Linked DNA regions of Gossypium arboreum: region 1 is linked to region 2. A link is a contact called in public Hi-C data. All regions are on one chromosome and are shown on one strand. The core of a region is the stretch at or near the end of the contact, and the rest is flanking DNA. Distances in the headings are between cores, read along the strand shown.

The links. Hi-C and Micro-C count contacts between places; a contact is called where the count stands out from the background.
Region 1: a contact with region 2 is called in a Hi-C map of leaf, with 4 times the contacts expected there. The contact joins the promoter of LOC108483083 here to the promoter of LOC108481903 in region 2. A contact is called at or near these places in 2 of 5 Hi-C or Micro-C datasets (both in leaf).

The regions. Positions count from the first base shown.
Region 1 is chr1:16,867,118-16,873,740 of ASM2569848v2, forward strand. LOC108483083 reads left to right here and starts at 1,677. Exons shown (of 16, transcript XM_053027605.1): 1 at 1,677-4,556; 2 at 4,642-4,770; 3 at 4,885-5,076; 4 at 5,175-5,227; 5 at 5,362-5,644; 6 at 5,784-5,889; 7 at 5,970-6,170. The coding sequence starts at 1,980.
Region 2 is chr1:16,686,236-16,692,627 of ASM2569848v2, forward strand. It overlaps LOC108481903 (leucine-rich repeat receptor-like serine/threonine/tyrosine-protein kinase SOBIR1), which reads right to left and starts at 3,132. Exons shown (of 1, transcript XM_017784970.2): 1 at 934-3,132. The coding sequence starts at 3,045. The coding sequence ends at 1,126.

The DNA of each region.
Region 1 (6,623 bases), core at 427-2,926, 180 kb after region 2:
GAGTCTAGCTCAGTGAGTAATTCCACTATATTTAGTCCACAATACAACAAGTGAATCACACTTTATCACTTCTAAGTATAGAGATCTCACATTTGCTCCTAAAGACTAGAACACTCACCTCTAAATTCTCCTATTGAGGATTTAGGTAATAAACACTAAAAGTTTACAATTCGGTTTGCACTCTTACACAAAACAGTTCCTCAATGAACAAAATCAAGTGCTCTCAATATGCTCTCTTATATAACCTAGACAAACCTCTCTAACATATATCAATCTCAACTTGTTAACATAGAAACTAAATGAATAAACAATAATTCCTTAAAAAAATCTAGTACAATATAACCAATAAAAGCATAATCTGATGAAGATATGACCTTCCAAAATCAGCATCACAATCCCGACCGATTGTCTACAAAACAAGGGTTGTCTTAAATTCATTTGAATCCAATCTAATCTTCACTAGCCATGGATTGGTTCCTATAGATGTACCATAGTATCTTCAAAATATCATCACAATAACTCGTCCAAAGATTTAGTTTCATTATATTGCCAACTTAAATATGACAACTAACTCCACTATCTCAGTAGTAGACTATAGTGGGCACTGTCGAGTGCTAGTTAACTCAATACAACACACCTTGCCTCAATAATCTTCAATGAGTGGAGTTAAAGATATCAATTCAATATACTATTAAGTTCCATAATTGAATATTCTATTATGAATTTGGAATAACACAACCTTATAAATTGATTACTTGAATTAACAAATCATGATAAATTAATCAATTTGATTTGATAACTTATGTTGATTAATTGAACATGTTAGATATATGAACTTCATAATTAGTTATGTGAAAGAATGTAAACTAAAAGATGCATAAAAATAATAATGCATGCATCTGTTATACATCTTTTTAATTTTGTTGATTTGATTCTCACTTTGTTTCTTTTTTGAACATAATTCTCAATTTATTCAGTGGATGGGAATTCATAATATCAAACTTATGGTAGACTTATAACACTTCTTTATGTAACAGCATGATATTATAGGTGTATAACAACCATCTCTCTATAACAGATAAAATTTTGATAGACAAACAAGGCTGATACAACGAGGGTTGACTGTATATATAATAAGAAAGAAAGAAAGAAAAAACAAATATGTAAGAAAAAATAGTCAAATAATTACACTAGCATCGATAGAGTAAAGCCAAACTCGACATTCATAGATGTCGAGGTCCCTAAGTCAAACTTACCAAACTTGATACTCATCGGTATTGAGATACTCTAAAAAAAATTATTATGATCAAGGTTCGAGATTCGTAGTTTCCAACATAGTTTTTAAAGTTTAAATTTATTGTCTTTCTTTAAGAATGCAATGTATCTTATTATAGAATCCAACTTTGTGAAATTAAAATAATTGAACCTTAACAATGAGATGTGATGTGGTGGTTGTTAATCTCGTCCTTTAATTATGAGCTCAAAATTTTTATCTCCGCTAATGCAAATGGAACATATTTCATGAAAAATTATTTAATTTTTTTGAAAAATATAAATAATAATTGATATTCACCTATTCTATGAATACCCTCGACTCGAAACATAGTTATAAATAATAATAATAAAAATAATAAGGAATAGCAACAATCAAACACAAATGCACGTCCTAAATACCCCCAGCTATATAAGTACATCTAACTTTTAGATCCAAATTAAATTTCTCAAAAAAAAAAAAAAAAACCGAAAGAAAAAAAGCCTCAGCCTCTATTATTTATTTCACAAGCACCAAAGCAACAAGGAGCAGCAGAAGAAGACGAAGCGATTCTATTTTTCCCTTTAGTCCGTCATCAGAGTCTGATCGACGCTGGGATTTCGGCCGATCTTCTTCCCGTTTCTCCTCCATCACTCTATTCAAATCTCCAATTAATTTGCTGAAAAACAGAGATTTATGCATGTTAATGTGATTGAGATTAGAGTAGATGGGGCACAGGAAGAAAAACGTTGCTCCAAGATCAAAACAAGCGCCCGAGCTGACTCCCAATAATGCGAAGATCGATGTATTGGCGCTTCCACTTGAATCCGATTATGGTTCTCCCTCTTCCTCGCAGTCGTCCTATGCGGCGGTTAAGGGGGAGTGTGAACGAGCCCTAACGGCACTCCGACGTGGCAATCATACCAAAGCGCTTCGGTTGATGAAAGATTCGTGTACTCGTCATGAGAACTCGGTTCATGCGGCGCTAATCCACCGCGTTCAAGGCAGGGTCTGCGTGAAAGTGGCATCCATCATCGATGACTCTAACGCCAAGCAGCGGCATTTGAAGAACGCTATCGATTCGGCCAAAAAAGCTGTGGAATTGTCTCCGAACTCGATCGAATTTGCTCATTTTTATGCTAATTTACTGTACGAATTAGCCAACGATGCGAAAGAGTATGAAGTGGTGATTCAAGAATGTGAACGCGCATTGGCCATTGAGAATCCGGTGGATCCCGCCAAAGAAAGCTTGCAAGAAGAGAGTCAACAGAAAATATCAACCGCGGAGGCAAGAATTTTGCACGTGCAGAGTGAGCTGAAGTCATTGATACAGAAATCGAATATCGCTTCAATTTCTAATTGGATGAAGAATTTAGGGAGTGGAGAAGAGAAGTATAGGGTCATTCCGCTTAGGAGACTACCCGAGGATCCTATGGAGGTTAGGTTAGTACAAGCGAGAAGACCTAACGAGATTAAGAAAGCTACAAAGACGCCAGAAGAAAGAAGGAAAGAGATTGAGGTTAGAGTTGCTGCTGCTAGATTGTTGCAGCAGCAGAAATCTGACGCAGCCTCTTCTTCTCCAGTGTTGCAGGGTGAGGGAGAGAGGAACGGACTGGATTTTACTTCCGGAGGTGGACAAAGGGGAGGAGCAGATAGGAGGAGGAAGAATAGTTCTACAGCTGAAAGGAGAGATTGGGTTCGATCGTTTTGGAATTCAATGAGTGTTGATTCGAAGAAAGATTTGCTTAAGATTAGGGTTAGTGATCTCAAAGCATATTTTGGTTTGTTGAAAGATGGGTTGGCGAGCGAGGTCTTATCAGAGGCTTTAGCATTTGCTGAGGTTAATAAGACTTTTAAGTTTTGGGTTTGTTGTAGATGTAGTGAGAAGTTTGCGGATTCAGAGTCTCACATGCAGCATGTTGTTCAGGAACATATGGGGAACCTCATCCCTAAAATGCAGACTGTTCTGCCACAAAGTGTTGATAAAGAGTGGATAGAGATGCTCCTTAACTGTTCTTGGGATCCCCTGGATATTTCTGCTGCAGTTAAAATGATTGACAACCAGCCTAAATTTGGTGAGCCGGAGTTTTCTCATGATTTTTACTCACGGAACCGTAATGAAGATAGTGATGATTGCCTCAAAGATGTGAGTGATAAGGAAAATTTTAGGGATCCCTACAATTGTGGTAGTTTTAAGGGCAATGATTGTGACAAAGTTCATAACATTGAATGCAAAGAATGTGATGGAAACCAGGGTTCTGTAGCATATCCCCTTATGAATAGTTGGCCGACAGTGGATGATGCTGAGCGTGCCAAGCTGCTTGAAAGAATCCGTGCTACTTTTGAACTGCTTATTAGACATAACTACCTTGCTGCTGGCCATCTTAACAAGGTGATACAGTTCACAATGGATGAGTTGCAGAGTATGGTTTCTGGTTCTCAGCTTCTGAATTACGGTGTAGATCAGAGTCCCATGTGCATTCGTTTTTTAGGAGCTACACAACTTAGAAAAATCCTCAAATTATTGCAGGATATATCTCATTCTTGTGGTCTGGCTAGATATTCTGAGAAGACTGCTACTATGGATGATGTGAATGGTGCTGCTGAGGTTCTTGAGGTTAAAGAGAAGATTATTCTTAGTGCAGATGCTTCCTGTCTACTCCTGGATGAACATTTATTGCCTGATGCAGCAATAGAAGATGCTACTCAAGGCAATGTTAATGGTAGCAATGGAAATGGGGTTTTACAGGATGCTGATGCTCTGCTGTCCTGGATATTTGCAGGCCCCTCAAGTGGGGATCAATTGGCATCATGGATGCGCATGAAAGAAGAGAAAACGCAGCAAGGACTTGAAATGCTTCAGATGCTGGAGAAGGAATTTTATCACCTACAGAGCCTTTGTGAGAGAAAATGTGATCATATAAGCTATGAGGAAGCACTGCAGGCTGTGGAGGATCTCTGTCTTGAAGAAGGTAAGAAGAGAGAGACTTCCACTGAATTTATTCATAGAAGCTATGAATCTGTCCTTAGGAAGCGAAGAGAAGAACTTGTTGAGAATGAAAGTGATGTTATGTTCCTCAGCGGCAGATTTGAGTTGGATGCTATATCAAATATTTTAAAAGAAGCAGAAGCACTGAATGTCAATCAATTTGGCTACGGGGATACTTATGCTGGTTTGACTTCTCAGTTATGTGACTTGGAATCTGGTGAAGATGATGACTGGGGAGCTAAGGATTATCTGCATCAAGTGGACACCTGCATAGAGGTTGCCATTCAGAGACAGAAGGAACAATTATCAGTTGAGGTCGGTCTTTTACTTTATGTGCAACTTTCAATATAAAGAATTGATTCTTAAATTGCCATTCTTAACTGTTCCATTTTTTTTGCAGCTTAGCAAAATTGATGCACGAATTATGCGAAATGTTACTGGGATGCAGCAGTTGGAAGTCAAACTTGAGCCTGTGTCTGCGCATGATTACCAATCAGTGTTGTTGCCTTTAGTGAAATCATACTTGAGGGTATGTAATAAACCAGTAAAAGTTTTCATTTGATGTTCTGTCTCTTCTAGACAAAATGTATATATCTTGATATTGCTTTTACTTTATATGTTTTATTAATTATTTTTATATTAGGTACACTTGGAGGATCTGGCCGAGAAAGATGCCATTGAGAAGTCTGATGCTGCAAGAGAAGCTTTTTTAGCAGAGCTTGCGCGTGACTCTAAGAAGAGTATTCGAGGGGGAAATGATAATTCCAGACATTCACAGGATAAAAGCAAGGATAAGAAAAAGAACAAGGAGTTCCGAAAATCCAAGGACTCAAAGGTTACTTGTTTTTCCTTTTTTTGTTTTTGATAGTTCATCTGGTAGTTACCTAAGGTAATATTCTATTGTGCAGGTCTAATGTTTTCTTACTGTTTCAGGTTTCTGGTGGAAATGAGCTGCATATACTTACTGATGAGACTGCTGAGCAAGTGTATGTTTTCCTTCTGTTTGAATTTAGAGATTCTTGTTTATGACTTTGAAGTTTTCTGCCTTCACATAACTGTTATTAATACTTTTTGGCGTAGTCTACTACTAATGTGCATTTTCATGTGTGTTTTCTTGCAGTTCTTTGGCAGTTGCTTCTGATGGTGATCATCTAGATTCTGAAGTTGTTTCTGTGAATAGTGATGACTTGAAACAACAAGAAGAGGAATTGAGACGAAAAATTGAGCTTGAAGCAGAGGAAAGAAAGCTTGAAGAGACTTTGGAGTATCAAAGACGGATTGAGAATGAGGCTAAACAGAAGCACCTTGCCGAGCAAAATAAAAAAACCAATCAAGCATATGCAAAGAATGCACCAGATAGTTTGCGTGATGCTTACTTGGAAGTAGGTGATCTAGATATTCAGGTAAACACTCTTCCTTTAACATGATGAGATGGAAGTTGGTCAATGCTGTTATGTTGAGACGTGCTTTATGCTTTTCTTTTTAGAGGAACCATAATGAGAATATGAGATATTTAGAAAACCATATAAACTTTCTTTTCAGGAACATTTGGCACCAAGGAACGGGGTTGTAAACAATTGGAATAGCATACCAGTGAGCAATGCCAATGGTTCAGTTGTGCCAGTAACTCATAATAAATTTAAACAAGGTTGGCGATATAGTAAAGTTTGTGAATAGGCTAATTATCACCATCAAACCTGGGAGATCTCATCTTTTCATATTATGCAGGACTATCTAATGGTTCAGTCTCAGAGGATGGTCTTTTGCCTAGTGAAAGACGGACAGGAAGAAAGGGTAGACGACATAAGAGTTCCAACAAATTTCTTGATGGAAAGTCTCCAGTAGCATCTTCTGAAAAGGAAAGTATTCAAGTTGGAAGTTCTCATGTCCATGTAGAAGAGCAAGTTAGATATGTCGATGGTGTCCCCGGTAAAATTTACTTTGTGTTTTGTTGTGCTAGAATGTCATATTTTACATTGCTTAACTCTGTGCTGATGTTTACGCAGTTCCAAGTACTAGAATATTAAATTTACTTTGTGCTTTGTTGTGCTAGAAGAATGATGTTATATTTTACTTGTTAGAACTTGGGATGTATTAGACAAATGGTTCTATGATAATTGAAAGATGGTTTAGATTTAAACTGTGGCGGTGGTCAGTTGTGCTTCCTTTCTCACATCATTTATAGTGACAGGAAAAGGAGAGATTAATTGACTTCCTCCTATTTTACTGCCACATGGGTGTCTTCAAAATGGAAGCAGAACTGGATTTTCATGATATTTGTCTCGATGTTGATCTGCTCATGTTATTTAATGTGTTTATGTGTGCAATGCAATTCTATCTTTCAATAACATGACACTTTGAGTCTTGTCTAAATTAATGCTC
Region 2 (6,392 bases), core at 1,882-4,381:
AATGATATTGTTGTTAGAAAAATAAAGGAGATTTTGGTAAGTTCATTATTGAGCTAGGATCTAGAGTGACACCGAACTCACCAACTCCTTTATCAATATTATATATATATATATATATAAGGCGTTGTTTTTGAAGTTACATTTACAATCACAATTGCAATTATAAAGAATACATCTAAATAATTATGATAAGAATTGCAATTACAAACGATAATAAAAAAAAATCTAAACTTATATTAGAATATTTTTATACAGAGTGGACATATAATATGATATAAACTAACCATTAAACTAATGTGTTGTTGAAAGAGATTGATTCGAATCTAAATTTTAAAATCCTAAGTTATAAAACAAGGATTAAAAATTTAAAGACTACTACTTAAATCAAATATAAAAAGAATATATAAACTTAAAACAATCAAATGAATTAAATTCTTGCAGCCACTTCAATGTAAAAATAAAAAATAAAAACTTCAAAAGACTATACCCCCTTCATCCCTAGTTGAACCTTTTTGTCTCTTTTATGAAGCTTCCTAAAGTTTGATTGAGTCAAACCTATTCTATGGTTATTAAATTTAGTATTATATTGCTGTCATGATGTTCCCTGGAAATAACATGTTTCACGATGTTAGTGACCCTGTCCCCAATTCCCATTCCCAAACAACCAATCAAATTCCAAAGGAAATAAAGTGACAGCCCTAGTGCTACATTATCTAAATGTTCCAAATAGGATAAAGGGTTTGCAAACAAAGGCCATTATAAATTTTGAGTATACAAACGAGTTAGACTGATTGTATTTCGATTGTAATATTAAATATTGATATTTGAGCATGTTGGACATATTTTAAATTAGTTGAATGTTGTATGTTAAGGGTGAATGTCCTTCATGCTACTTCAGAGGCATGCACTTTGACCAAGGAAAAGAGTGCAGGATTTGTTTCTAAATTTAGCAGGGTACGTCCAAAACCCAGATTATATATATTTCTTACAATTTTACTACAACTGGTTACATATAAAGATGATATGCAGCAAACAAAAACAAAAACAAAAACAAAAAAAAAACTAACAATCTGACAACATTCTTTGTCAGTTGCAACATTATTCTAAACATTCCTCGACTTAAACTTAAGTCTTGATTTGAGACAACATGCATCTGACATCTTTGCTGTTTGGTCTCTCCTTTGGATCATCCAAAGTGCAGAAATACGCAATCTTCAAAACCAGAATCATTTGATCTTCAAACCCTTTTCCAATCAGTTTAGGATCTATGGCTGTTGTGGGGTTGTCTGAAATCATGATGTTTCTCATCCATTTCACTAAACTCATCTCATCAGTGTGTTGAAAGAACGTATCAGATGGTAGCTTCCCCATCACCAAAACACAAAGTATAACCCCAAAGCTATAAATATCACACTTATCAGTAAACTTAAGTGTTTGATGATATTCAGGTGCGATATACCCCACAGTTCCAGCCAAATTGGAAGTGGTAATATGAGTTTGTGCATCAGGCATTGCTTTTGCAAGCCCGAAATCTGCGATCCTGGCTTCCATTTCATCATCAAGAAGGATGTTCCCTGGTTTCAAATCTCTATGAATGATTCGAGGGCTATGGTGCATGTGAAGATATTCAAGCCCAGCAGCCACTCCTTTTGCTATCCTCTGCCGCGCAAGCCAATCTAGCTCCCTTGTGCCTTCTGATACTTGTTGTAAGATGTCTTGCAAGCTTCCATTCTTCATGAATTCATACACAAGGTAGTGACAGTCGGGTCGAGAAATATGAGCCAACAACGGAAGGAGATTCCTATGTCGAATTTGGCCTACTGTGGTGATCTCTGATTTGATTTGACGCATTTTCTTGTTGAGAAGCTTGCTGTCTTCATCAGTTAACTCAGCTGCATCTTTTGGGGGTTGAATAATTTTCTTAATAGCAATCATTTTGCCATCACTTCCTGGTAATTCAGCTTTATATACTTCTCCACACCCCCCTTTCCCTATGATCTCCAATGAAGCCAACCCATCTTCTTTCTCTAAAAACGATAAATCCTCAGCTTTCTTAATCAATGGACTGAATATGGATGGACCAGGATCTTTAGCAGCTCCTAAAATGGTTGCCAACACCAGTTTAAACATAACAGAGAAGACGAACCCAGATATGCCCCCACCTACAGCTCCAGCAAAGAATCCCAACAGCCATTCCATTGCTTTTTTACTATTATTTTTGTGTCGGTGTTGAGTTACTGGTGATAAGATAGGACCTTCACTGGTTACTGATTTGCTCCCAATTGGTGATGGAGCTTGAGCTCTGCTTCTGCTATTATTTGTTGATTTCCTCTCAGCAAAAGTGTACCGTTTGGGGTACTGAGTTACTGTTGATTCATCAACTTGGCTCATCAATGAAGCTGAACCTTCAAGGAAATTGTTCCCTGAGAAATCAAAGAACCGAAGGTTTCGAAACGAACGTATAGATGATGGGATTTTCCCGGAAAACAGATTGTTGGCAAGGGAAAGATTTTCCAAGTTGGGAAAATACTTCAAGAAGGTCAAGTCACCGGTGAACTCATTGGAAGATAAATCGAGAACTCGGAGACGAACCAAAGAAGACAAATTCGACGGTATCTCGCCGGAAAACATGTTGTTTCGAAGGTCGAGGATTTCGAGTTTTTTACAGTGAAAAACTTCATGTGGAACTGGGTTACCAATCCTGTTGTGGGAAACGGAGAGCTCTTTCAGCTCCGACAGCTTCCCAATTGCAGGAGACAGAGACCCATCAAGCATTTGGGATTTAAATACAAGCCTGGTGACTTTAAGGACATAAGTGTTGTCGTCGGCGAGTCTTCTCTCGCAGAAAACGCCGGCGGCTCTGCAAGGATCGGTGGCGGGGAACCGTTGACTGGCGATGCCCAAGTCTTTGAGAAGTGTGGAAAGAGCTTTGGAGTCTGAACGGTCGAGAGTTAGCCTTGAATGGGATATGAAGAAGAGGGAGAGGAGAGTGAGGAAGCGAAGGAAGTGACGACGACGGTGGGGTATTCCGGGAGAGAACGCCATTTAGGGCGGATTAAGGAGGGGTTGGTGGAGGGAGAGAAAAGAAAGGTAGTGGAAGATTATTGGATGCTCATATAGCTGCTATTAAATAATTAAATAATTAATTCCTTGGTTTTTTTTATAAGCTGATACCGTGTGGAAAAAATGTGTATGTGGAGCCCATTTGAGTTGATTTTTCCCGTAAGCAAACGACGGTGGAGGTACTTGTATAATTAATCAGTCTTCCGATTAAAAATTTACTTCATTTTTATTATTCACAATTGATCTAACGACAGGTTAGTTTAATTATTTCATCAGTTTAATAGTAAAATAAATAAAATTTTGATAATAAAAATTAATTTATTTTAATTTAACACATAAAATTAATTTATTTAATTTTTAATAATAATTTTACCATCATCCAAACCAATTATTTTATTTGTGTTGTTATGTTATAAAAAAGTTTTTCTTCAGAATTATGTCATAATAAAAGTTACGTGCAATTATAATATTAAATTCAGATTTAGTTATGAATATGCTTTGTGATGTTAATTTGATTGTAGTTATTATTTAAAGTTTGGGTTATCCCATCATGTAAATCATTACTTTATTTTTTATATAAATTTATTTTGTTAAGTTTTATTTCATGTATATATACTTTTATATATTTTAATTTAGATTCGAATATATTTTAACCATTAATTTTATTTTATAATTTTCATTTTAATTATTTAGATGTATTATTTATATTATAATTATGTTTATTATAATTTTTCTTAAAAATAATTTAAAAACAATTATAATACTAATATAAAATAATTTGTAATTTATTATTATTATTTTATTATAATACTAATATATAACATATTTTATCACATGGCATTAATTTAGATGTATTATTTATATTATAATTATGTTTATTTTATAATTATGTACATTATACCGTGTACGTGTTTTCTCGACAGTTCAACTAAAAAGTTTTCAACTGGAAACGTTTTTCTCATGGGTATTTTGTGCTAGGGTTTTGTATTTTCGGGTTAGGGTTTAGGATAGGGTTTAGGGTTTTTGAAATGTTAAATAATTATTATTGTATTAGAAATTTAAAAACCTCATATTTTCATCGAAACTTGAAGTACTTGTTTGGGATGAAATATTAGTTTTTAATTTTTTTCACATTTTTAATACTAGTTTGATCCAGTATTTTAGTAAATTATTTATCACAATGCATTAATATTGATGAGATAAGTTTTGAAATATATCTCGGGATATATTGTGGGTTTTTTGTCCCAAGTGAGGGTTGAAATTTGTAGAGAGATAACGCTCCAAGCAGGACGCACAATAGTGGTTTTTAAAATTTTGCACATTTTTAATACTAGATTGATTCAATATTTTAGTAAATTATTTATCACAGTGCATTAATATTGACGATATGAGTTTTGAAAATATATCTCGGGATATATACGATGGTTTTTTTGTCCCAAATGAGGGTTGAAATTTGTAGAGAGATAACGCTCCAAGTAGGACGCACTATCAGCAAAAGTACTGAAAGACCATCCAATTGGAAGCGCTTTCAACTTACATGGCACTGAAAACACTTCCACTTGGACACACTTTCAATACTTTTGCTGATAGTGTGTCTTGCTTGGAGCGTTATTTTTCTACAAATTTCAACCCTCACTAGCCGGTGGGAATTTTCAGAATCAACTTTGAGCTCGTCCCCTGATCTATAAATGAAACATATTTTAGCCTCAAGTAACATAAGCCATTTACGAGCAAATAACCAGTTGTCAGAGAGATCAGAAGAAGAGAAGTTCATAGAGAAGGTATAAGTTAGAGCAACGACGCAATTTGCATAAAAGTAAACATTGATTTTTGTTATTCATTAATTTTTTGCATAATATTTTTGTTTTGAACGTCTTGACAGGTTATTTGGTTGAAAATGAGTGGACGGATTAATGCTATTGTTTATTACAACGGTGAAATGTGTGACACTGAGAACAAGGTCATTTTTTTATTAGAAAACACAGTGCGACTGACTTTTAACTAGAACAGACAATTGTCAGAACTACGAATAAGAATTAGGTGGAAAATCATTGGATCAACTAACTGAAAGTATCGTCCCTTTAATATCGATTTTGTGCGTCAGACAACTTATTAGATATGACGATTTTGATATTAGAGGTGCGAGAGGGTTAGAGGCGATGGTGTAGACGCATCTAAACAGTGAATCCTCGTTTCTTGAGTTATATGACGAGTTCTCAATGGGAGACCAAGGCCCTCAGACATCGACATATGTTCATGTTCGAGAAGACAGAATGGAAGAACATGCTAATAGTCCAACGGCACAGTTGTCTGGTGTGTTCACCACTTTTTTAGGAACTTCCCATCATGATATCTCGGAATCATCAATCAGAAGATACTCATTTTTCTCGGCCTTAGATTTCAACCGTGGCAGGCAGAACACCGAACAGTCAGGTTGGAGTGGTAGGATGGAATACACGACCCATGCATGTCACTCATTTAGTGGTATTGATTTGAACTTCAGTCAACCGATGTTTAATGTTGGGAACTCTTATAAAGGAATGATGTCTACTTTCAGTGGTTGGCTATCGACAAATGATTTTGGATGTTTCGATAGTTATACGAGAAGGGATGATGTACTCCTTACGACGTCCACCAGCGAGAGGACATCCAACACAGAAGATGTTGGTGGGTCTGAGAATGAAGATGACAGTGAATCTGATATCGATCCAATCTGGCAGACCAGTACCGATAGATAACACCCCTAACCCTTCTCCGTCGTCAGATTAGGGTCATGAGCATTACTAACTAATCAAACAATTAAATCAATCATAATCAACATATAAACTCACTAATAACATTATAATATACAGGTGTAGGTCACAACAATCTGATACTATCATACTAGATTCATATACATCTTAATAATAAATTATGCTATGCATTTCTAAACTTAGTCTTCCACTTTCTACACTCTTATCATTATTTATCCCTTCTAGAATGTTCGAATTCAGATACATATAAGACTATTCCAATTTTTAGCATCAGAGTATTAGTCCATGCTCCGTCTACGATTATATTTTTAATCTATCGTCAATGATGTTAGTGGAATGCACTTAATTTAGGTTTGCTAAATCACCCAAATTCCAAGTAAAAGTTATTATTACAGCCTCTATTACAAGTCTACAGGAGCCTAAAAATAGTTAAAAAATAGGCAGGGACTAATTTGAAACAATTCTGGAAGTTTAGGAAATAATTACAAAAAATTTTAACTGTAGAGGTTACACGGTAGTGTGACTCACATGGCCAAGTCACACGTCTGTGTGTCTGGATGTGTGGGCATTCAAAGT